Linked DNA regions of Mus musculus: region 2 is linked to region 1. A link is a contact called in public Micro-C data. All regions are on one chromosome and are shown on one strand. The core of a region is the stretch at or near the end of the contact, and the rest is flanking DNA. Distances in the headings are between cores, read along the strand shown. Region 1 overlaps Ryr3 (ryanodine receptor 3). Region 2 overlaps Ryr3 (ryanodine receptor 3).

Evidence for each region. A called contact is a pair of places that touch in the nucleus more often than the background predicts.
Region 2: a Micro-C map of trophoblast stem cells shows a contact between it and region 1, with 2.6 times the contacts expected there. The contact joins two enhancer-like sites. A contact is called at or near these places in 1 of 15 datasets of contacts at CTCF or cohesin (CD8 T cells), 6 of 484 Hi-C or Micro-C datasets (embryonic stem cells and trophoblast stem cells), 2 of 115 datasets of contacts at active chromatin or transcription factors (both in embryonic stem cells) and 1 of 9 other capture datasets (embryonic stem cells).

Annotation. Positions count from the first base shown.
Region 1 is chr2:112,672,825-112,678,902 of GRCm38.p6, reverse strand. It overlaps Ryr3 (ryanodine receptor 3), which reads left to right. Exons shown (of 104, transcript NM_001319156.1): 71 at 356-526; 72 at 808-867; 73 at 2,939-3,070; 74 at 3,522-3,634. Among named protein-coding and RNA genes, the nearest start is that of Gm22676, 170 kb to the right of the region's middle. Within about 2 kb of position 2,037, at least 43 of the 459 cell types and tissues checked have an H3K27ac peak or open chromatin away from gene starts, as enhancers often do. A contact at or near this core is called in trophoblast stem cells, where this site is marked.
Region 2 is chr2:112,762,412-112,768,831 of GRCm38.p6, reverse strand. Ryr3 (ryanodine receptor 3) reads left to right here. Exons shown (of 104, transcript NM_001319156.1): 49 at 2,503-2,593; 50 at 4,126-4,266; 51 at 5,145-5,308. Among named protein-coding and RNA genes, the nearest start is that of Gm22676, 260 kb to the right of the region's middle. Within about 2 kb of position 3,586, at least 8 of the 459 cell types and tissues checked have an H3K27ac peak or open chromatin away from gene starts, as enhancers often do. A contact at or near this core is called in trophoblast stem cells, where this site is marked.

The DNA of each region.
Region 1 (6,078 bases), core at 788-3,287:
GTGGGAGTTATTTTACCTATTATAAAAATCATTCCTTTTGTTGTGACTATTGTCCCTTTGGAGCAGAATCAAGTAAGCCAATAAATACTGTGGATGTCTGTGCTGTGTGTCTAGCTACTGTGGTTTTGTGTGCATGTACAGAAGAGAAGGCTCGGGTTTGGGCTGGTCTTTAATGGCCATCTGGTTTGGTTTTGCTTAACATATTTTTTGTTTTTGTTCTTTTACTGTTCTTTGAAATGTAGTAAGGCCCAACCTGTACGGACAGGGCCTCAAGGAAGCAAGCTACCCCTGAGCTGAGGCAGTTCCTTTCAGAGAGTCACTGAGCCCCTCTCTTTATTTCAACATCATCTCCTAGTCTGGAGGACAGGACCAGGAACGGAAGAAGACAAAGAGGCGAGGAGACTTGTATTCCATCCAGACGTCCCTTATCGTGGCTGCGCTCAAGAAAATGCTGCCCATTGGTCTGAACATGTGTACTCCAGGCGACCAGGAGCTCATCTCACTCGCAAAATCACGATACAGCTGTGTAAGCTGCTTCTGTGGTCCAGCTGAGTGCAGAGGGAAGGCTGTGAGGAGTGGGCGGTACTCTTCCTTTACGGTGGTAGTCCTCTGAGGGGCAGGGGTTGAGGTACACACTTTGTAAAGCTGTCTGGGAGTCAGTAACTTGGGGTAAGTCTCATTTACATCTCTCCTGTTCTTCTAAGAAAGTTCCCCGTTAAATTGTGCACTGACCAGCCATACTTCCCTGTACCCTATGCTGCATTTTAAAGGTGATCCACAGGAATAAAATTTCCCATCTTTCCACAGAGGGACACTGATGAAGAAGTCAAGGAACATCTTCGGAATAACCTGCACCTGCAGGAGAAGGTGATGCTTCATCTCTCACAGGCTGTCCTGCTAGCTGGAGGACCTGTCCTCCCGCTTAGTTTACTTTGTATATCTGACTGTTAAGATACAGTCTTACTATGGAGCCTAGGCTAGCCTCAATATTGAGACCCTCTTACCTCAGCCTCCCAAGTGCTAAGATTATAGATGTATGCCACATCACATGTCACTCAAGTTTTAAAGTTCTGTATTCTTAAAGCTGTTTCATTGCTACAAATGGGAGGCAAGGGTATGAGGAGCAGGAGTTTAAGGCCAGGGTTGGTTATCATAGCAAGTGTGAGCACAGCCTGGGCTACAGAAAGCCCTGTCTCAAAACACACACACACACACACACACACACACACACACACACACACACACACACACACAGAGAGAGAGAGAGAGAGAGAGAAACAGAGAGAGAAACAGAGAGAGAAACAGAGAAAGGCTAAGCTTTACAGCCATGTCTTTAATTTTAGTTTTTTCCTTTACTATTGCAAAGAGGCCAAGGATAAGTATGTGTTACACTTTCTAATGAACAGCAGGCCATCTCAGGGGGTGTTCGGATTAAGTCTCTGAATCTATTGACTGCAATGTTTGTGGAACAGAGAAAGAGGCTCCTGGGTGGACATTTTAGCACCTGCTACTCTGGAAAGCTTTTGAAAGAAAATAAGTTTGTGTCTTGGGAGAAAAAAAAAAGTAAATAAATAAATAAATTTAAAAGATAGAGGGAATTTAAAGGCAACTTGAGATTTCTCCAGTTCTGCAATTCTGAACAGCTCTGTTTGGGGACATTATACCCTAAGAGAATGAGGAAAAACAAAAATACTGATTCTTTCTTCTAAAAATGTGTAACAATGGAAGATAAAATACTCTAGGAAAAACAAATGACAAAAAAAAATCATAACTGCCAAAAATTAAGAAGTTCTAAATCTTGACAGTGGGGATCTAACAGGGAGCTCACCAGAGACCACTCAGACACAGTGTATTGTCAATTGAAAGTCTTTATTTCAGCCAGCTGGGACCACACCCAAGTGTTCGAAGACCTTGGGGTAGCTCCAAGAGCTCAGAACACAGGGTTCTGAAAAGCAAAAGCCCTGTCCTGACATCTGTCTCAGCAGCTGCAGGGAGCTTTGCAAAAGCAGGCAGTTTGAAGCAAGGAGTGAAGCTAAGATAAGTGGTTAGCTGCAGGGGGTTCCTCACAAACAGGAAGTTCAACAGAAGCTAAGAAGTTAGCTAGGACATCTTGACCTTTGTTGGAAAATACCAAAAATACCAGTTAAGAGTCACAAGGAAGTGCAAAGTCACAAGTGTCAGGTTATCTCTCAAGACAGTTTCTAAGAGCCCCTAACAATCTAAGAGCCCCTAGCAATAGCACCTTTGCATAGTGGGTTCCAGCAATGGTCAGGGTGGGTCAGGGTGACTTTCTTTGAATGAACACTCTTTGAACCCAGGAAGCGGGTGGGTGGAGGAAGGAATGTTGCTATCTGTTTTATGATTAGCATACCTTGGAGCATTGAGTTTACTACTCTTTCAATAGCATAGGATTGTACAAATACATACTCTCGAAATTTAAACCTTAATATGTAGGCATAAGATACAAGGTAGGCATACCTGAACACAGAATCGAGAAACTGGAAGATTGTTTTACAGAAATCATCCAAAATGTAGCACAAAGTGGTAAAGGCATGGGGAACATGAAGCTCATGTCTTGCATCTATATGTTGTAGGCTTAAGAAAGAAGGAGAGGGACAGAAGAGATGGCTCAGCAGTTAAGAGCACCTGATGCTCTTCCAGAGGACACAAGTTCAATTCCCAGCACCCACATTACACAGTTCCAACTCCAAGGAATCTGGCCCCCTCTGGCATCCACAAGCACCGAAAGCTCCAGAGTTAGGCACACATATACATAAATAATAGCATATATATATATTTGAAAGAAAGGAGAGGAAGGGAGAAAGGAAAGTATAATAAAAACGAGTCTTAACATATGGAACCCTGGTAGAACTAAAAGTATTTCTTAGCACAAGAGGCACAGAAATTGCTCATCTCATGGATGTGCTTCAACTTTTAGTCTGATGACCCAGCTGTGAAATGGCAACTGAACCTCTACAAGGACGTTCTGAGGAATGACGAGCCTTCTAATCCAGAAAAGACGGTGGAGCGGGTGCAGAGCATTTCGGCAGCTCTCTTCCACCTTGAGCAGGTATGCTCTGCTCTGAGTGTTTGCTCTGAGGAGTGTGTAAGCAAGACTGCTCTGGAGGATAGAACCTTCTTCCCTGTCCTCCGCTCTCAGTTACAGGAGACCCCTTCAGGCAAAAGACAGCCATTGGAAGTTATCCCACACCCCCAAATGTTGCCTGGTGCCTAATACATCAGTCCCTTCAGCTTTCCCTTGTGTTTTTTATGACTTCTTAGTATGACTTCAAAAGACTTATTACAGCTCTTTGCCATTTGTAAAACTGCAATCCATGTCTAGTAGAATCTGAGAAAATAGAGAAAACCTAGGACTGCCTGCCACACAAGAATGACTGCTGGGAACATTTTTGCTAACTTCAGTTGTAAAACCAATATTATTCCAGAGTTCATTGTCTGAGCTACTGAGTCTGCCACTCAGATTGACCTACTATGTGCCTACTCACGTGATTTCTTCTTAGGTGGAACAGCCTTTGAGGTCCAAAAAGGCTGTATGGCACAAATTGTTGTCAAAGCAACGGAAACGGGCAGTGGTGGCCTGTTTCAGGATGGCTCCCCTCTACAATCTGCCCAGGTAGGTTCTCCATCACTTTTGTCTGCCAGGTGAGCCCAAGAGAGGAGTTAAAGTGTTTTCCTACAGCTGAGCTCTCTATGGACAGCTTGATCCTAACAATAGGAATTGGGGTCCTTGGCTTATGGTGCCTTGCAGACATAATGTATAATGGTCTACTAAGCAGTCAAGGTAAGGTTGGAGGCAGGTGAGGATGCCTCGTCCTGGGCCTTCACAGCCTCCCAACAATACACACTGAGGTTCTCTGCTTCTGCTGACATAGGGGCTTCTGTGAGAACACAAAGGACTCTGAGAACAGGGAACTGTTTTCTAAAATACCTTAGCCCAAACTTCATCATTTCCGTGCTCAGTCACTGGGTGAAATGACAAAATTTACTATTCTTCACCAAAGGCAAAAATTAATTAATTTTAATTAACTAACTAATTAATTAACTAATTAATTAATTAAAAACTGTAATCTGAGAACCCTTCATCACAGTGTACTTACCATCAAGATGAAAAGAGGGGTAGCTAGATGTGGTGGCACATGCCTGTAATCAGAAGGTACAGGAAGATCATGAATGTGAATCTAGCCTGGGCTATATAGCCAGTCTCTGTCTAAAACCAAAAAGAGGGAGAAAGGCTAGAGATACCCAGAGGCTAGTTAGGAACACAATGTGCTTACCTTGGTCTTTAGTACTTTGAAGTAAAAATTGTGTGGTTTGGGTGGAGGGATTAGTTTTTGTTTTTTTCCTCAAACTATGTAGCATATCTTCTGTCAACATAGGGAATCTGTGTTAGTAAGATTTCCACTACGACAAAACACTTGAGGCAAATCAAGTTAAAAGGAAAAACAGTTTATTTTGGTTCACAATTTCATAGGTATGGGAGCATCATTTTCATACTGTTGTGAGGCAGAACATTGTGGCAATGGGTGTGGCATAGAGCAAAGTTCCTTACCTCACAGAGGCAAGGAAGCAGAAAGAGGGGTAGAACACAGTCCTCAGATCCCCTTTAAGGGTGTGTCCCTTATTTTCTACCACTAGACTTCAATTTGTAAAGAGTCTACCACCTCCCAGTGACAGCAGAGACTGATACCTTCAATGCAGGACCTTTGGAGGGCATTGCAGAGCTACACCATAATAATACTCACGACTGGAACTTGATCTGTATATCTGGTGATAAGACAGCTTCCTTCTTCAAAGATAGACTGGAGAGTAGGTGAGGGCAGGTTATTAATCCATCTACATAGCTGGTGACTGAGTAACAGGCTTTGATTCATCAACTCCCCAGTCTCTGGGAACAGCCTCACCTGACCATGGACATCGACTCAGACAAAAATGTTCTGAATCCTATACACCAATATGGTTCTTTAGACTGTAAGACCAGAGTCCACCCTCTGTTTGGCCTTTGCTCTCTTCAAATGGTAGATCTTAGCCATCACTTGTCCAAAATATCCTGTACCTTCCCTTGAACCAAGGGAGGCTTCTCGTTTAGGTCTTTGAAGATGGGGCAAGCATAGCTTCTGAGATATAGACCTGCTCCACAGGGTCCCCCCCCAGGAAAATAGATCTCAGTCAGATCCCCTGCCTGTGGATGTACCTTGAAGAACTAAGCTCTAAAAACACCTCTCCAGGGCCGGGCCAAAAGTTATCCTTCTCAAAAACCAAGCTTTTTAATAATGATGTTGGTACCATCTCTTTCTATCTGGGTGTTCCTTCAGTGTTCCTACACCTACATATGCCAGAATAAGTTTAAGGAATCTCTGTAATGAGGCATGCTGTCCTTAAGCCATTTGCTCAAGAACAGTTGCCTGGGGATCCTCTCTGGCATGAAGACAACAGATCAGTTTTGTAGCAACCAGCTCACTGAGGAGGTGCCAATGGAGGCAGATCTTCCCTACTTTATGATGGTCTAACTTCCATGGAATCTTCCAGACTAAAGGGCAAAAGGGGTTTATCTGATGATAGAGATGCTGTTTCTCTGGTGTTGGTGTTTCAAACAAAACCCTGTATGCTTTTCTCCAGACACAAAATTAACAATTTCTTCCTGATCACCTTTCAACGTGTTTGGCTGGAAAAGGTTAATGAAAAAACTCAGTATGACAGACTAATTCCCATTTTAATGGTAATGTAACCTAAAGGACACCAGCTCATTCCCTGCACATGCCTCCGTTCTTGGCCATGAGTTAATGTTGCCATAAGAATATACACATTTGTACAATTTTTTAAAAGTAAAATTCTGATTGGTCAGACTTTAATGAGAGACAGCAAGGTTTTGGTTCTACCAAAACACTTAATGACCACTGTTGTCCTTTTCTTCATCCTTGGCCTATCTTGCCACGACCGATCATAGCACATAGCTGTACTTCTGTGACTAATTTTCCAGGAAGTCAGTCCGGAGACAGCAGACAGAGTACAGCTAGGATCTCAGAGGTACACAGGAGGCAAGCTCTTGGCACAGCATGC
Region 2 (6,420 bases), core at 2,337-4,836, 88 kb before region 1:
TCAGCTTAGAATGCCAACTTGGAAACTGCCTGATGTCACTTCACTGGCTGTGACTTCTGCCTTTAAGTGAGAAGTCTTAGTTTTTAACACATGGGTTCTTCTTTCTTTCTTTTTGCCCATTCATAATTTTCCCAAATTAAAAAATATATATCCTCAGCCATTAAAAACAAAAGTAACAAAAAAGAAGGGTTGTGAAATAGACAAGTTTTGTTCCTTGTCACCTGTATTTGTCCTCCTTGTTGAAGGTGCTTTGATGAATTCTCCTGTGCATCTTCTTTACCAGTGAAGTTCCTGGTCTTGCCTCCGTATCTCCTCAGGTGGCTATGAAAGGAATTTGGGGATTCATGAACTAAAATTAAATATGTGTGTGTGTGTGTGTGTGTGTATATATGTGTGTATATGTATGTATGTATATATATACATACATGTACATACACACACACATATACAAACATAACTCAGGCTGGACAGATGGCTCAGAGGTTAAGATCACTAGCTGCTCCTCCAGAGGTCCTAAGTTCAATTCCCAACAACCACATGGTGGCTCACAACCATCTGTAATGAGATCCGATGCCCTGTTCTGTTGTGTCTGAAGACAGCGACAGTGTACTTATATGCATTAAATAAATAAATAAATATTTTTTAAATGCACTGGAGAGAATCCATAGGGACCTCTTGACTTTCGCTTGGCATCTGAAAAGTAAAAGTTAGCCCCTCTTCTCTCTCCTTTCTCTGTCTCAGAATTTACTTGCACCAAATACCACAGCCATGAACTCAGTAATTTGATAAGTCTTTAATTAATCTTTAATTTCTGTGTTTGACATGTACAGAGTTGTTTTGAGAGAAAAAAAGAAGCCCAAAGAAATCGTTCTAATAATGTGAAATTCCTGGACCAGATGATAATGAAGGAGATTTTAGGGTTGCCTTCAGATCATACCAGCAGGTGGAGTCGGATTCCACCTCTGCAGCTGGCCTGCTTTATCTTCTTCCTTTGCAGCTACATAGTGAGACTGTCTTTAAAGAAAATTCTTAGTTCTGAGAAGTCTCTGGAGACAGCTATAAAGCCAGCCGCATCTTTCTGTTACGTATTTTGCACATAATCACTGAATATATTTTCCGTGCATACAGCCCCACATCATCTTCATGCACAGCCATTGGAAATTAACCTTAAGTACCCCAATTCATTACCACATGCCTCTTTTTTATATTTTAACCACATTCCATTTTCAAACTGGGGCTTTACCATCCACTATGATTTATCTAAGATCTGTGTTAAGACACTCTTTGGTTTGAGGCTTAGTCCTAATTTATGCTGCTTTTTTAATTTTATGTTTTATTATTGGGTGTGCACGGAATGGGTGTGTGCATGTGTGTGTGTAAGTGGGTGCCTCTGTGTGTGTGTGAGTGAGAGAGAGAGAGAGAGAGAGAGAGAGAGAGAGAGAGAAATTCCTGTGCTCCAGGGAACATGCAGAGATCAGAGAACAGCTTTCTTGAGTTGAGTCTCTCCTACTCTGCCGCAGACCCTCTGGGCCCCTTTGTCTGCGTGGAACGGGTCTCTAGTCTCAGGTGGACAAAGCGTAGAATGATTGACAAACAGACGCACACAGGAGAGTTCGTGTGGAATCTGAATATAATTTTTCAAATCGAACATCAGACTTTTTATGCAGAAGACAATAAGGAAGTTGGGTGACATACCCGCAAGGTACAAATGAGGTAACCGGATGCTTAATGACTCTTACACAGAACAGAGGAATGAAAACGCAAAGACTGGCAGGAACTGGGCAATAAAATAACCGAGACAGAGTCAGCCCTATCTAAGGTCAGCTATAGTCTTAGAAGCCAGGTGTGAGAACTTTTCACTCCTAGGGCGAGGGCTTTCACACCCAAGTCATGGTTCTAACTAGGGAGTTCCGTTCTAGCTAACCATCTCATGAATAATGCAATACTCTAAAACCACAGCCCGATCTACTTCCTAAACCATTGTAAATTCTTGTATATGGGAGCGACTTTGCTTTTATTGATAGTGTAATACCAGGGGCTATTCTGAATGTCACTGTCTAGCTCAAGGACGTTCTAGGACTGTTGGAACACTGGCGGAAGGCTTTAGCTATGTCAGAATTCAATCTTAAAAGGCACTTATAATAAGATGATACTGAAAGAGAGCACGTGGATCCATACACTAGACTAACGTGGGAATGGAGAATCAAGGGGACACCAGACTCCAGGAGGAGAGCTTCCTTGAAACTCTTTTTGCCTCATGAGCAGCTTTTAGGCATCCCTGCCTGACAGGCTGACTCGGCCGGAGTGCCATGGCACCCTTCTGGAATGGGAAGGGATCAAATACAGGTTTGCACACTAAGCATTCTAGCCCACCGAGTCCTCTTGCTGGTACTAATATGTGCTTTTTTTCCCCCCATTGTCCTTTGTTTCTCCTCCCTTCCTCTCTTCACCGTTCTGTATTTACTTTGTCCCATCTTTCTGTTTTCTTACTCTATACTGCAGTCATTTGAGACCTTCCATGTTACAGCAACTCCTGCGTCGTCTGGTTTTTGACGTGCCACAGCTCAGCGAGTACTGCAAGATGCCCCTTAAGGTAAGCATCATGCTCACCATAGAAGTGCCGTTCATGGCACAGGCGGGGCGGGGCTGCACAGAGTGCACACAATTAGAGAACCGAAATGTGTATTCTCTCTCTCTCTCTCTCTCTCTCTCTCTCTCTCTCTCTCTCTCTATTATTACTTCTTTTAGTATTTTGTGTGTACCAGAATTTTCCCTACATGTATGTCTGGGCAACATATGCACGCAGTACCAATAGAGGCCAGAAGAAGGTGTTAGCTTCCATGGGACTGGAATTATACACGGTTCTGAGTCTCCACTTGTGGCCAGGAATCAGACCAGGGTCCTCTGAGAGCAGCCAGAACTCCAGCTCTCCCTATGGTCTTTTATTCAGAGGATCTAAAATGTCCCTTTTCATCGTGGTTTTGTGCTTTTTTTCCCTCTTGTTACAGATGCTTTGAATTTCTTTTTCTTTTTTCTTTTCCTATTTGTTAATGAAAAGAACACAGAATTTTTTTTAATTTACTTTCTTATTCCTATAACTTGTCTCTTATAGCCCCATATTATCTAGTCCTGGGTAGGATCAAAATTGGTGGCCATTGCAGACCAGCCACACTGACAATTTCCTTCTGTTTCTTTTCTTTTAAGAAATAATTCAAGCAGGGTTTTAACAGAATATTTATTGGGGTTACTAGAACTCTCAGAAGCCATTGGTTCAGTCCCATAACCAGGCAGGAAGATTTACACAATCACAGAGGTTCTCAGTTCTCCCAGGACTCAGTTTTCCTTCTAACTTCAACAGCTCTGGATCTTAATCTCAAAGTGTCCTGTTGCTGAAACATGTGATGTCCTAAACTTGGCATTGTTTCTCTACAGACCTCTGCTGTCAGCTGATGCTGGCTCCTGAGAGGCATTGCTGGGACCACAAAGTAAAGTCACACTAACGTCTCACCTGATAGGCATGTTTCCCCCCTTAGATGTGGCACCTACTAGAAATGTGTGTTACTAGTGTAGTGTGCCCTCTCCTGGTGAGCTATGGAACTGGTGTCCCACCATTGAGCTGGATGAGGGCCAGGGAGAGACCAGAAAGCCACAGACAGCCATCAACATTAATCCTCAGACCCGCCATTCTCTGCCCACTCTCCCCTCCCCATATCAGCACAGCCCAGGATATTCCAGGATCGTCTGTAATCGTATGAAACTATTCGCACATCTGACTGACTAGAACAGCACACTGAGACTCCTTTCAAAGGGCAACGTTTTCTCATTTCAAGCAGGGATTGACTGCTCTCCATTTTTCAGTAACTACCTGGGAGCACATCAGGAGGCAGGAGAATGAATCAGGCAGATGCAGCTCAGCCTGGCTCATTAGGTGTGAGAGAAGACCCTTCCCCACAGGCATCTGAAGAGCCTCTCTGTTGACAACCCAACTCCTTCAAATACTGGTTTACCCCACCACCACCACCACCATCACCCCCAGGATTTCCCACTCTGTTTTCTTCTCCCTGCATGTCTCTGGTGCCTGCGGATGTCCTTGTGGCTGGTGCCCTCCCGTCCTGACACTCCCAGCTTCTGACAAATCACTACGAGCAGTGCTGGAAGTATTACTGCCTGCCTTCGGGATGGGGGAGCTATGGGCTGGCTGTGGAGGAGGAGCTGCACCTCACTGAGAAGCTCTTCTGGGGGATCTTTGACTCCCTCTCCCACAAGGTAATGACTGCTTCCTGAGGAAACCATGGCCCCGGTGACTTAAGCATGCAGGAACTGACATCCGTTTGCTTTCACTCTTCTCTATAGACTGCTAAGGACCTCACAAGCATATCATGTTAATTCTTTAAGCCCCTTCCCCACCGGCTCCCCAGGACACCGGAACAGGAACTACCTAGTCCTCAGAGTCATTACACAATGTGCCAGGCTTACTGAGCTCACACATGGGAAAGCAGCTACCAGAGCAAGTTCCAAAAGCCCTTTCTGCTTCCAGTTCAATGACTTAACACTCTTGTCGTCTTTCTCTGTGGAGGGTTATAGTCTAGTCCCATTCCCTGTACTATCTGATGGAGAATGTGACCAGATGCCTCAGACTCTTCCTCCACCTTGCTGACCTATGTCCCCTCAAAGTCACAAGAAAGCCTGCCTTCCTTCCTTAAGTTACCTTTGTCTGAGATTTATGTCACACCAGTGGGTAAAATATTAGTACAAATCTCTACCTACCACTGTGGAGCTTATAAGATTTTCAAAGTTCCCTCCCTGGTCATAGGTTGGGTCATTGCCCATAACTATTCTTAGCAGGAAAGTTTATAACCCATTTTAGCCCAGGGAAAGCCATCTTAACCTCGGATATTCTTTAAATGTATTTGGATTAACATTGATTTAGACCTTTAAAATTCTTCAACTTAAAGTGAATGGCAACTTGGGGGCTTTATAGATTGTCATTCCATCCTCCAAGAATTCTTTAGTTTTCTGTAGCGAGTATAGAAAGTCAACCTGCAAATGCATCCTTTGTGTCTATTTCTATTGGTAAGAGAATGATTCTCTATGACAGCTGTGGTTCTGGTCTGTCTATTGGAGTGCTCTGTTTTTCCTCACAGAAATATGACCTGGACCTTTTCCGAATGGCCCTGCCTTGTCTCAGTGCTATTGCTGGGGCCTTGCCACCAGACTATTTAGATACGAGAATTACAGCCACATTGGAGAAGCAGGTCTCAGTGGATGCAGATGGAAACTTTGACCCCAAACCTATCAACACCATGAAGTAAGTTCAACGCCACTTCTAAACTGTTTCTATATTCCATAGAGTAGCCAATTACTTTCTTTCAGACTACAGTAAAACTTGCATTTTCCCTCCTGCCAACCCTGCTCACCATCTCCTTTGACATTATAAGTCACATCAGGAACAAGATTTAATCCATCCATATCTGATTATATACTATATTACTTATATCTCAGGCTTTTGGGAGGGGTTGGTTTAATACATGAAAGAGACACACTCACAAAAATAAATGTTGTCTGAGGCATTACAAAGCCCACCCTGATAAGTGATTAAATTAATTTATTAATAAGTTTTTTTGACAAACAAAAAAAAACAACTTTGTTCTTTACAAATCAGGCCTATAGAGGTATAATAATACCAAAACAACTCCATAGTAAGAGCAGAACCTTAAGAAGCCCTCAGTGGTAGTAGAATGCTTGTGGACCTTTGAGAAATTGGATCTGCTCTTTGCCATGCTAAATGATGCCAGATCTTTGCAGCTACCCTACAGTGGTGCCTTAAAATTTCTTCCCATGAGTATCTAGAACCCTTTACTGTTTCTCAACAGACCAACAGGTGCTCTCATCCAACTGCAAATACAAGTCAATTTATCCTTGGGGCAAAATAATTGCTGGGTTAGACTTTGAGGCACAGTTCCAAAGCATGTGCCCAGAGCAGACTGACTTCATCCCTGGGTACATTTTAACAAAGAGGACAAAGCTCTTCAAAATGAGCTAGTAAATGACCTATCTCATATGAACGCCCGGACCTGTGTTTGGTGACAGCGGTTCTCAGATAAGAGCCTAAACCTTTCCTGGGTGTGTCAGCTCTGCTAAAGTATAAAGTTTGTCATTGAGAAATTAAGTGCATATTCCACTGGAGGAGACCTTGATTGAGGGCCTGGTGAGAAACAGAATCGGGCCTCCTACAGGGAAGAAATAAAGAATGTGGTAAAAATGGAAGATTGGGCAAGAAAAGAAAACAGACACTAGCTTTAGAGAAGTTTGCCTTTGTAAAAATGTAAGCGCCCACGAAGCTGATAGAGTAAGTGAAGTGAGGAGCGGATGTGTTAGACATTATCAACATCCCTCTAGCAATCGAGTGCCAACGACAAG